Linked DNA regions of Mus musculus: region 2 is linked to region 1. Evidence: chromatin contacts called from public Hi-C data. All regions are on one chromosome and are shown on one strand. Each heading gives the region's core, a stretch centred on a gene start, on an enhancer-like site or on the middle of the called end of the contact. The rest is flanking DNA. Distances are from core to core; before and after follow the strand shown. Region 1 overlaps Slc26a4 (solute carrier family 26, member 4). Region 2 overlaps Cog5 (component of oligomeric golgi complex 5).

Region 1 (5,873 bases), core at 1,499-3,998:
AAAGATAGTTAGGTCTATGCTTTCCCACAAACCAGCTTTATACAGTAAAGTCAAGTAATTAATCCCTTAAAGGTTTTGATAGTGTGATCAAAATCAGCTTTGGAGTCTATAATTAGGGACTTCTACTATATATCCTTGGTGAGTGAATGGCCAGTCTCCTGTCCTGGGTTGTGCAGATAGTTGTCCCTGTCTCCAAATGTACCTCTTACCAACTCATAAAGTCCCTCAACCTTAGCAAGAATGCAAGTGACTCAATAAATACCGATCAAGTAACTGGAGAAGATAGAAGACATGAAGGGAGGGGGGGGGGGGGAAGAAGGGAGGAGGGGGAGGGGAAGAAGGGAGGAGAATATTATCTTTTTAGACAGAAGAGGAATCTATTCACAATGGTGCTGGAAACCTGGGCCATGGACCCAGAAGATCATAGGTAAGAAGAGGAAGTAGACAATGTAGAGTGATATTCTTAATATTTATAATATTCATAATATTGCCCAGGCCAACCCATACCTAAACATAAATAGCCAGTATGCCAAATGGAATGAATGTGTCCCCTGACGTCTGCTATGCCTGCTTCTTTTCGCTGGGTGCCGCGTGGGGCTGGGATTTTGCTCCATTCACCTCTCCTGTTCCTTCCTCTGACCTGTCTGCTTCTGCTTCCCTGTCTTTTCTCCTTTGCTGCAGAGTTTCTAGTCTTCAGATCAGCCATGCCTTATGCTGTCTCAGCAGAGATCTCATTGGCCAAACCAACTGATCAGACCAGGAATAGTCCCCACCCCCCCAGCCTCTCTCCTTACTCTCTATGGATCTTAGCAGAACTTTTCTTTGCCAGCGAAGGTAAAGTTTCTGAGCTTCCTTTACCCCATGATTGCTCCACTGCTGCTGCCAGTGTTTGGTTGGAACCTGTGCCTACAGTTGTTGGAGGAGACAGGAGCAGTGGTCTTGGTGTGCCGGTGTGATGCTGTGAATTTGTGATAAGATGGATTAATTTATTTTCCCTGAGGTGTTCATGGAAGTTATGAGCTACAGGTATGTCTGTTACTAGAGTAACCATTATGGCTGCTGTCTTCACAATGCAGAAGAGCCTAATATGTGTCATAAGGATTCATTCCCAAAAGTCTGACAGCCATCTCTGTTATTGGAGGAACTGGGAGGGTCTATGTCTCATGGCACATCAAACAACCGGCAGGATGACATAAATTGACATCAGTGGGCACTAGCCACTCAAATGAAACTCAAACTAGCTTGACTTTAACAGCTTTAGCTTTCGTATTCTCTTTAATTTCTCAACAATACTGGGCATATAGTGGATATATATTGCTCTGTATTTTTTACCATGTTGCATGGGCTCAGTAAATAATGCTCATTTTTCTAAATACTGAGCGGAAAGGGAGAGATGAGGAAGGGCTGAGTGCACTCCTGTGGTGAGCAGGGTGTGCCCACCTCATGGAAGTGTCTTTCAGGTGGCTGGCCTCATCTCAGCTGTGATTGTGATGGTTGCCATCGTTGCCTTGGGGAGGCTTCTGGAACCCTTGCAGAAGGTAAAACCCTGCTTTTCTGTACACCAATTTCTCTTCACCAGACTTTTATAAGAGTAATAGCAGGATATCGGAAATCAACACGCAGAAACCATAGCCTTGGATAACACAGCCTTCCCTGTCTCTCTACAGTCAGTCTTGGCGGCCGTTGTCATTGCCAACCTGAAAGGGATGTTTATGCAGGTGTGTGACGTTCCTCGTCTGTGGAAGCAGAATAAGACTGATGCTGTAAGTCACCTACCACACAACTCCCTTTAAATGAAGCACCGTGTCTTGATGTGCCTGTCACTCACGATGTCCATTCCCTAAATCTAGCCTGAATGTTTGTAACTCCAGAGCACACTTAGAGTAGTTTGGAGCAGGCCACGCCTGCGTCTATGTTTCTATGAGAAGGTCCTAGATCTCTGGGAAGATTCATTCTCAATCACTTGATTGTTTTCTGATGAACTAATGTGGATCTTGTTCATTTTTCCCCCCTCTAGGTTATCTGGGTGTTTACATGCATAATGTCCATCATTCTGGGGCTGGACCTCGGCTTGCTAGCTGGCCTTTTATTTGCACTACTGACTGTGGTCCTGAGAGTTCAGTTGTAAGTACTAAAAAACAAAACAACCTCCCTCCCCTGAAAAAAAAAAAAAAACCAGATACGAACTCAGGCATAGTAGAGGAGGCACAGCCTGACGTTTCCTAGCCTGTTTTCATTAAATCCGACACAACTTCTTTTTATAATATCATGTACTGACTGAGTGTATGAGTTACACACTGCCTTACACTGTTGAGTAGGTCCAATTAGTCTGACTCTGCAGGTGAGAAAGTTTAAGTTCAGAAAGCTTAGAGATCTTTCTTAATGCTGTTAATTACTAATTGGCAGAACTAAGTCTTAAATCCCAACACAGCTCACTCCCTATCTATCCCTTCCCTCACAGGCTCCGCTCTGCTCTCCATTGGTTGATTGTCTTAACATGAAAGCTAGACACACGGATCAGCCAAAGTCTGAACTTGCTTTGTTTCAATCCTGGTTAAATCAGATGAAATTAGAGGCACTGGGCAGCAGTCATAAAACTGGGAACCGGGCACAGAACAAGTTGGCTCCTCCAATGTATTCCTACGTATTTTACTCTTTAGAGCTAGTAACTCATTACATGACTGCGACCTTTACAATGGTTATTACAGTCAGGATTCATTCCAATCCGACAGACAAGGCACATAATGCCCAATTATGTGAAGTAAACAAGATTAGTTCGTATGCTCCGTGGATGCAGCAGAGCTATGAGTCATGGTGGAAATAGACTATGAAGGCAGGCGAGGCAGGCTGAAGGCGGATTATCTGGTTGGTGACAGGTTTTGTTTTGACTTTGGTTTTAGCTGTGTGTCCTCCTGGGCTTGCGGAGCACAGCCTCTGCCCCTTTTAGTTTTTTCCTTGCCTTTTCAGATGCTTGCCCTCTTCTCTGCCTGGGCAGTGATGGAAGAAGAAACCTGGGAAACATCAACATAGATATCTTCAGCTTAGCATGGGCTCACCTCTCCCTTGCCACCAACCAGCTCTCGGCCCACCCGCCCTCTGTTAGCATGCTGGTTTCTACTTGAAAGGCTGTGACTGGCTCCCTTAGCACAGGGTCCTGAAAGGGTTCATTAACTTCCAGAGGGCCCAGTTTGCTACAAGGAAACAATGAAGAAACTGTCTGTAGGGGACATTGCCTCTTGTGTTGAGTGTGCCTTTTAGGAGATTGTTTGAGAAGGAAGGTGGCTTTTCTTTTCTTTCTCTTTGAGAAAGACTAACTTATGATTTAACTTAAAAATGAGCTCAGTGTTGTGCCAAGGGAAAGCTTGGTGGTACAATTTAGTTGCTGGTTTGGTAACCGGGCGCCTAGCCAACAAAAAGCAGTACCGTTTATAGTATTTAATTTCCAGTAATTATAACATTGATCTAGAAAGCACAATGCTGAAAGGACCCCCAAACAATTAATCCTTCTCCAGGGGCTGCATTCAGCATATGCCACTAGTCACAGTTGGAGAGACAAGGACTTTATCTGATGGCACCAGGAACAGGAAACGGGTGATCTGGTCAACAGGCAAGGGTTGCTTCAGGAAGGCTGCTGCTTTTAAAAGCAGAGACTAATCTGATCATTTGCAGACACCGTATCCATTAGCAGGTTGCCATAAATCACAAGGAGTGGAAGAACCAAAGCCCCACGTGTGAAAGACATGCTATGCGTCCTTCACCCAGTGGCTCCTCTAGCTCCTCTGGACATTATTTTATGAACTAATAAAACAGGGATAATAGTGCTGGCTATTCAGAGTTACGGCCGGGCTTCCAGCTTTGCCATGTGAGAAAGCTTGACGCCTCTGCTATAAATTGTTATGAACTCCAAACTGCTCATTATGTCTCCCAGCCATCAGAAGAGACTCACAGTTAGTTCTTTCTTCAGTCCCACGCAAACACCAGCTGTTCATTTCAGAGTTAGATACAAGAAAATGTCATCGGCAATAAAGGCAGAGTCCAAAACACCAGAACGATGCTCTCTCTCATAGCAGTGATTTCTTTTTAACTTTTTAACTGTTGTAAAAAATAAAATAAAATAAATTAAAAGATAAAATTCCAGTGTTCATTTTTCTTCTTACAGCCCTTCATGGAATGGCCTTGGAAGTGTCCCCAGCACAGACATCTACAAAAGCATCACACATTATAAAAACGTAAGTGCCTTTATGAAACACTTGTCCCAGGTAGGCTCGATAGCCCAGAATTCAAGGAGCCTCAGATTTCTTTTAGCATGTTAGATACAAGCCAAGAGGACTTCTGTTGGGAAAGTCCATCAGCAGACTGTGAGTGTCTTGAGAACTTTGGATTCTTCATAAATCGATCACAGGATACTTACCCATGTTAGTTGAATATTATTTTAGTGTAAAAACTCATAATGAGGGGTTAAATATAGTAGGCAATTAGATTACTTGCAGATATTTAATAGAAATTATATTTGTCTGTAATCCATAGTCTTTATAAAATTGCCTAATGTCTCTCATGTTTTTTTAAGGACGATTTAAAAACGTATTTACTTATTTTTCATGTGTGTTGATGTTTTGCCTGTATGTATGTCTGTTTGAGTGTGCCAGATCCCAGGAACTGGAGTTACAGTTGTGGGCCACCATGTGGGTGCTGGGAATTTTACATTCAACCTGGAATTCTACTAGCTATTACTTAGTTTATTTCCATAATCTTTCTGTAATGTTGAGCCAAGTATCATCAAGAGGAAAAAGTATCATTAGCTTCCGGAGATCATAAGCTGTGTAAAATACGCCATGGTAACAGGACGGCGTGTCTATAGAAACACATATAAGAATCCTGTTGCTTTTTAGAAACCAGGCTGTACAAGAGATAGGCAACTGCACGGCAGAGCACCACTGCTCAGTTCTGCGGCTTAGCATGGACTCCAGCTTCTGAGCTCTGTGTTGGCGGGACTTGCCTTTCCGGCCCGGATGTTCTCACATGAAAGGGATAGACTAACCTGGCTGTAAATGCTTAGGACTAGATGACTCTATGGCGCTGTGCGATTCGCTCTTGGAGCAGCCACCCCAGTAGGGTACAAACAAACAAAAAACACCATACGGCAGTTTCTGAACCCCACAGATGTCTTTTGTCCATCCTCCTGCACAAAGAATTTTAGCAAAATCAAAACCATCAGTAGCGGAGGAGGCTGGGGACCAGTCATGTTGCCTTTAGAGCCGCTTTCTTCATACGGGTAGCGGGAGCCCGTTAGCTACTGTTAATTCTGGACTCTGCTTCTGTTCTGGTTCTGTGGCCTCTGATGCTGTGCATCTTCCTACTGGGTAACACCCCATAGCTCAGAGGAGCTCTGCCCAGCTCCTCTTAGTAACCATGCCACCACAATGGGCGGGACTTGAGGTGAGGATTTGAGATGTGGATTTGTTTAACCTCGATCTCCCTCTCCTCCCTCTCCTTCTATCCTCTCTCTCTTCCCTCCCTCCCTCCCTCCCTCCCTCCCTCCCTCCCTCCCTCCCTCCCTCCCTTTTTAAAAAAAAAAAAATGCCAGCTTGAAGAGCCTGAAGGGGTGAAGATCCTGAGATTTTCCAGTCCCATTTTTTACGGCAATGTCGATGGTTTTAAAAAATGTATCAATTCAACGGTAAGTATTTTATTCTACAAGTTTGACTTTTTAAACCCATTTTTGGATTTCACTCATCTCTCAGGTATCAGCCAGGAATAAGGCCTTATGCTTGGCTCTTTTTGGGGAGGGCATTTAAAACTCTGTTGTGGCACAGCATGGTAATTGGAGCATTTGAGAAGCTCAGGCAGGAAGATCGCTGTTAAGCTTTAGGCCA
Region 2 (5,873 bases), core at 1,257-3,756, 360 kb before region 1:
ATGTGCTCCATATAAAGACAAGGTTAGAAAGCGGCTGAGGGCAAATTATTCCCCAATAGTGCAGTGTCTTTATTTAAGAAACACACAGGGAAGCAAGTCACTGGATCAGCGCCCTCATGAAACAGCACTCAACACTCCTTGCCAATGGGGGCCCCAGACGCTTAATCAATCGTCATTTGGGCAGCAAGTTCTACTCCCGACTCACAGCCAGGTGCCACGTTATATGTGAGCATGAGGCAGGGAATTAGAAGGAGATTGTCTCTCTTTTAAGAATTCTCATATTTAGTGAGGGTTTTTTTTTAATGTAACTATTCAACAAGATCATAGACCATGTATAAATGTGTACATGAACACACAAATATCCATGCCCAAATAGCTTTATAATGTTGTTAAATGTTAGTTGTACTGCTGAAATAGATACAGTACGCATACAGAAGTCCACAGACTTGTTACTAGGCCATGAGAGCACACCGAGAGGCCTGCAGCGGGTTCTGAGACGCGCAGGGCAGCCTCCTTGTGATGCTTTTGTGTTAGGTCAGTGCCAATCTTCTGGTACTAAAGACTCAAAATAAACACCAACATTCAGAATAAACACTAAGTCTTAAGGGGAAAATCTTACATGATTAGAAAACTCTAAAATACAAAGGCTAAAGAAATAAAAATTTAAAGAAGAAAATGCCAGTGTTCTTGCTGACAAGATAAGAACAGCTGGGGACCACTGTTCTCAAACCCAGGTCAGGGCTGATGGGCTAGTCTTCGGGCCTTGTTGGGAGTTCTGGTCTCCATCAGAATCGAACAGTTGCTCTGCACTGAACACAAGTAACTACGTAATCGGCACAAGCTTCTGATTGGCTAAGTCTATCCCACCAATAACTGTGGTGTGCATATACGGGTTTCCAAGCACATATTCTGTGATGTAATTTCTATGACATATTTTGGTCATCTTTTTCTTCCTATTACCCTTGTGATTCATTCAAAGATCAACCCAAACAGCCTTTGACCTAGCCTGGAGTAAGACTAAATGTTAAAACAATTAAATAGCTATGGAAAAGTTCCTGTATGAAAGATTATCGCCTCAAATGACTGTGAGCTCTGTGATGACACAGACAGATTTCAAAGGCTAAATCTTTCAGATAAATTTTTAATCTATAATGACCCCCGAGGGACTGAAAAGTCATTTCCCTTTAAACACTGAAGTCCATGCTTGAAGGCGGAGTTCTGTGCTGGAGGAGTCTGCGGGGTTACAGATGGACACACGGTGGTAGGCCTCTGGGCTGCTGCCCCACCTGGCTGCTACTCAGTACCCACCAGGCACGTGGTCAGCCACCGGACACACCTACATGTTTCAGGGGTGTTCGTACACTGACAATGGACAAGAGAAAAAAGGCAAGAGGAGTCAGAACCAACAGTGGTTTGCTTTCCTTCCTAACTCACACTTTTGAGGCAGTGTGGGAAAGATAAAAATGTATCCTTAAAGGGCACCAGAAAATGTATGAATAGAAACTGCTAGGAGCATCAGTAAAGGATTTAATTCCAACTTCAATATCTGTTCTTTTCCTCGGAGGAAAAAAGAGAGCTGAGTGAGGCACAGGGGGATGGCGCTTCAGCAGACAGTGGGCATGTCTGCCCTGAGTGGGACTAGGCAGAACCCTGCGGGCGTGGACAAGCTCAGGGCTTTTTGAACTGCTGTGTGATTAGTGTAGACAAAGAGGCAATGTGGTCCCAGCAGGAAATTAATTACCTGTAGGAAGCCACCTCATGCTCATGACCTAATTCTTAGGGGACCTATGCCGCGCACTTCCCTCAGTAAGAGCCCTCCAGATGGCAGCCTGCAACTACCTTTTCTCTGCACTGGCGCCCTGTGGAGGTCAGGATTGTTTCAAGAGTCCTTATGACGCTTCACTTATTGTCTTTACTGCTAAACTTCATGTCAAAATCTACCCAAATTCCTTCTGTTGGCCTTTTCTTGAGCTCTGCTTTCAGCCAAACAGCAGGGACTTTCATCACAGGAACCCTTTGCAAAGACACAGAGAACCCTGTGCTTTGGAGCCCAGTAACCTCAGTGGCCTGGTTTAATTGTGATTACAAATCGACAGACCTTTCAGTTACTCGCCAGTTAAAAGGCTCTGGTCCCCAATGGCTGCCTGTGAAGCAGACACATTTCAGGGAAATGTTATTTGAGAGTTTTGACTAATCCAGACAAAACATTTCCAACCAAACGGGACTCTGAAAGCTGGGGTTCACACACAATTACAGTTTTGATCTAGTGAAATCAAAACCCCAGTTCAAAGTTTAATTAGAAAAACAGTGGAGTCCTGATTCTGACCTAACACCCGGGAAGGGTTTGCTAATACTACTGGACGCAAACGCCACGCTTCAACGTGTCTTTCCTGAGCCAGGCTAAGAGGAATGGTAGGATCTTGTTAAACTGGGTCACACTGTGGAGCAGCAAACCAAGGGTAGGTGCAGGGGCTGAGCCTCCACAACTAAACCCTACAGCACTGCTATAAAGTCCACTCAGCACAGAGAAAACACCATTTCTAAACACAAGAATCTGTCAAACATAAGTAACAGAGTTTCATTTATCCTGAGGAGGAAATGGCTTCAGAAGGTACTATGTCTTTAAAAAGAAAGGGGGTGGGGGATGGAGATACAATTCTGAGTGCTGCAGCTCACCCCACCACTGGAGGCTGTGCACTGTGAGCCAGGGTTAGCTGCAGTGGGGGGCTGCCATCTTTCAAGAGAACACATCATTACAATAAGCAAGCCTCCCTCTCCTATGGCACTCACTCTGGCCATCTCCTGCTCAGCTGCCATTCTAATTGGACTTGAAGTGCTGCCTCCAGGAAAGTGACTCAAGGACCAGCTGGAGAAGAATGCAAATAAGCTGGTGGGGGAGGGAGCCGCAGAGGAGGAGGAGAGGAGACAAACAAAACCTAGGAGAGGGCCAGGAGACAGACCTATCAGAGATATTTTTAAGGAGTAAGACAGGTCCTTGGACACACGGACACAACTGCCTCCATAAGTCATTATTCAGAGAGAAGGAAGGTGACAAAAATGGACAAGGTTAAACCATTTGAATGGGAGCATTTAATTTCTTTTCTCACATGTACCTATTAAAGGTATCTTTTCCAAAGGAAGGTTTATTTTGTGTAGTTTCACAGCCTCATTTGCGGAATGAAAATAACTGCTTGATCAATTACAAGCAAGGAGCTTTTGAAAGCCAGGTTTGGGCCTTAAGTATGCTGCAGGGTGGGAGCACCTGGCAGCCATGACCCTGAGCAGGAGGCCCAGGGCATGCTCTCAGACACACAGGGACTCAGTGCTGACAGGAGTAATTATCTGTATGTCCAAGGACGACCGGGCAGACTGCAATGGAGACTCCCATGAATGACTACTGAGATTAGTAAAGCTAACAGCTTTGAAAGGGTTAAGAACTGGATTCACCCCTGAGTCATCTGCTTCTGAAGACACTGGGTGCTTAGGGCCTTTTCTCTGCTTCTGATTCCTGAAGGGGTAGGAGGAAGACTCGGGTAGTTGCAGGTAATTTTAAGGCTAGCCACAGGGGCAAAACAGTACTGCACTTAGTGAAGAACCCATATAATCAGGCAGTATCTTCAGGCACCCTGCCTGTCTCTCACTGAACACAGACGCTCACTGCTCACTATCCGGGCTAGGGTTGTTCTTCTCAGGATAGCACGCGGCTCCATGGCTCCATTCCTGCTGTTTACAACATCAGCTCATTGCGTACATTATTTTGAGCCAAGTAAACCAATGATTATTATTGGCTTTAGGGAGATGAGAAAATAGAAATAATACAAAGTGTTGCTTTATTGTGACATAAGATACTTTGCCTTAATCTTGAACAATCAAAGATGATTTTTAATTTTGTTAAAAAGAAAAACAGCATTTGTGTGTGTGTGTGTGTGTGTGTGTGTGTGAGCTGATAGCGCTCCTTTGAACATAGTGAATGTGCCTAAGACCTGCTGGATATTCTGCAAGAAATGTGGGAAGCACCCACCCCACAAGGTGACACAGTACAAGAAGGGCAGGGTTCTTTGTATGCCCAGGGAAAGCGGCGCTATGACAGGAAACAGAGTGGCTACGGTGGGCAGACCAAGCCTATTTTCCGCAAAAAGGCTAAAACTACAAAGAAGATTGTGCTGAGACTGGAGTGTGTTGAGCCCAACTGCAGATCTAAGAGGATGCTGGCTGTTAAGAGATGCAAGCATTTTGAACTGGGAAGCGACAAGAAGAGAAAGGGCCAAGTGATCCAGTTTTAAGCCAATTTTGTTATGAAGACAATAAGATCTTGACCTTTCACCCCCTTTGATTGCAGTTGGTCTTTTGGGAGGGAATAAATTAAAAGCTTCCAGAAATTAAAAAAAAGAAAAAAAGAAAGAGAGAAAGAAAGAAAGAAAGAGAGAGAGAGAGAGAGAGAGAGAGAGAGAGAGAAAGAAAGAAAGAAAGAAAGAAAGAAAGAAAGAAAGAAAGAAAGAAAGAAAGAAAGAAAGGAAGAAAGAAAGAAAGAAAGAAAGAAAGAGAAAGAAAGAAAGAAAGAAAAACAAAATAGTATTTGGTACAATATTTTAAAACTCTTTTTTGTAGTGAATTAGTTTCAGGTGGGTTTTCTTTTCTCTTTAGCTACATGAATAGTTAAGACACTGATGTTTACTTAATACATAACAGTGAGGCTCAAACATTAGTTCCCTTGGAACAATGCATCAATTTACCTGTGCAAAATCAGCAGCAAGTCGCAGTTTCCCACCTTCACCAAGAGGTCTTATGAGACTGGCATTGCGGATAAAAAGTTCAATGGCTCTTTGGGCAATAGCTTCAGTGTTGTCAAAAACAAAATCCAAGCATTCAAAGTGTTTAAAGTAGTCATTCATAACTCTGGCAATGAAACCTTGTAGCTCTTTCATGTACAGGGAACAAGGAACATCAGGTTTTCCTGAGCTGCTTGATGCCCTATAAAAGGGAAAAAAATTTCAGCATTGATGCACAAAGCTACAAATATATTTTGCCCCTGGTTACTATTTCAATCCTGTGCAATTTATTTTTCCTATTAGTGATATAAAAGCACCAATTTTGTTTTGTTTTGCTAAGTATTAAAGAAAATAAAACAATGTTTAAGTTGTATTCTTAAATTTGTGTTTAGATCCTGTGAAGATTACTTACGGATTTTAGCATGCTTTTACTTAAAAGATTATGAAGAATAAAACACAGCTATCTGTCTGAGATGAATCACACGCTGGCCTTTCAATGTCTGACGCAGCTTCCAGCTCTCCGTCCATTCCTATGTTTTGCCTGGTAAGTGAATGTGTCAATAATAGATTCTGAGATGACATTTTATACTTCTCAAGGGCAGAACATGCTTGGTGGCAGCCCCTGCTCTTGCAGTTGGTCACATCAGTCCGATGGCAGCACGGTGACAGAGGGACGGTTGTGTAACAATATGCAGTATGCAGTTTTTCTCCTCCAGATGAGGTTTAGAAAGGCTTTAATTTGGAAAAGTAGATGATACCAGCTGTGCTTCATGATATACTATTTATAACTTATAAATGTTTACAACTGCCCTTTAAAGAATATATTCAAAGAATATGAAATATTTATAGGGAGGAGGGGTTATACCAAAATTAGAAATCACCTGATCCTAGCTAATAGATGAGATCATTGACTATATAATGCTGAGTTTTGTCCAAAAAGCAAGGGAGATGTTTCCAACTTCTGAGAGTGATGCAGAGGAAATGGAAATGGTCTAGAGATGAACACCAGCCATGACTGAAGTCTCTGAGACAGAGAGCAACGTGAACTTGATAACCTTCACAGCAAAGCAATGGCAGCTATAATAAGAGGTCTCCCACCTCCAG

What was found. Hi-C and Micro-C count contacts between places; a contact is called where the count stands out from the background.
Region 2: a contact with region 1 is called in a Hi-C map of the N1E-115 cell line, with 2.7 times the contacts expected there. The contact joins two enhancer-like sites. A contact is called at or near these places in 1 of 15 datasets of contacts at CTCF or cohesin (the NIH/3T3 cell line), 2 of 484 Hi-C or Micro-C datasets (the N1E-115 cell line and bone marrow-derived macrophages), 6 of 115 datasets of contacts at active chromatin or transcription factors (differentiating embryonic stem cells, embryonic basal ganglia, embryonic stem cells and 1 more) and 1 of 9 other capture datasets (embryonic stem cells).

What each region holds. Positions count from the first base shown.
Region 1 is chr12:31,531,501-31,537,373 of GRCm38.p6, reverse strand. Slc26a4 (solute carrier family 26, member 4) reads left to right here. Exons shown (of 21, transcript NM_011867.4): 11 at 1,461-1,538; 12 at 1,668-1,763; 13 at 2,018-2,124; 14 at 4,160-4,229; 15 at 5,585-5,677. Among named protein-coding and RNA genes, the nearest start is that of Slc26a4, 26 kb to the left of the region's middle. Within about 2 kb of position 2,748, at least 20 of the 459 cell types and tissues checked have an H3K27ac peak or open chromatin away from gene starts, as enhancers often do. A contact at or near this core is called in the N1E-115 cell line, where this site is marked.
Region 2 is chr12:31,893,069-31,898,941 of GRCm38.p6, reverse strand. Cog5 (component of oligomeric golgi complex 5) reads right to left here. Exons shown (of 23, transcript NM_001163126.1): 18 at 4,734-4,971. It also overlaps the pseudogene Gm35666. Among named protein-coding and RNA genes, the nearest start is that of Hbp1, 54 kb to the left of the region's middle. Within about 2 kb of position 2,506, at least 109 of the 459 cell types and tissues checked have an H3K27ac peak or open chromatin away from gene starts, as enhancers often do. A contact at or near this core is called in the N1E-115 cell line, where this site is marked.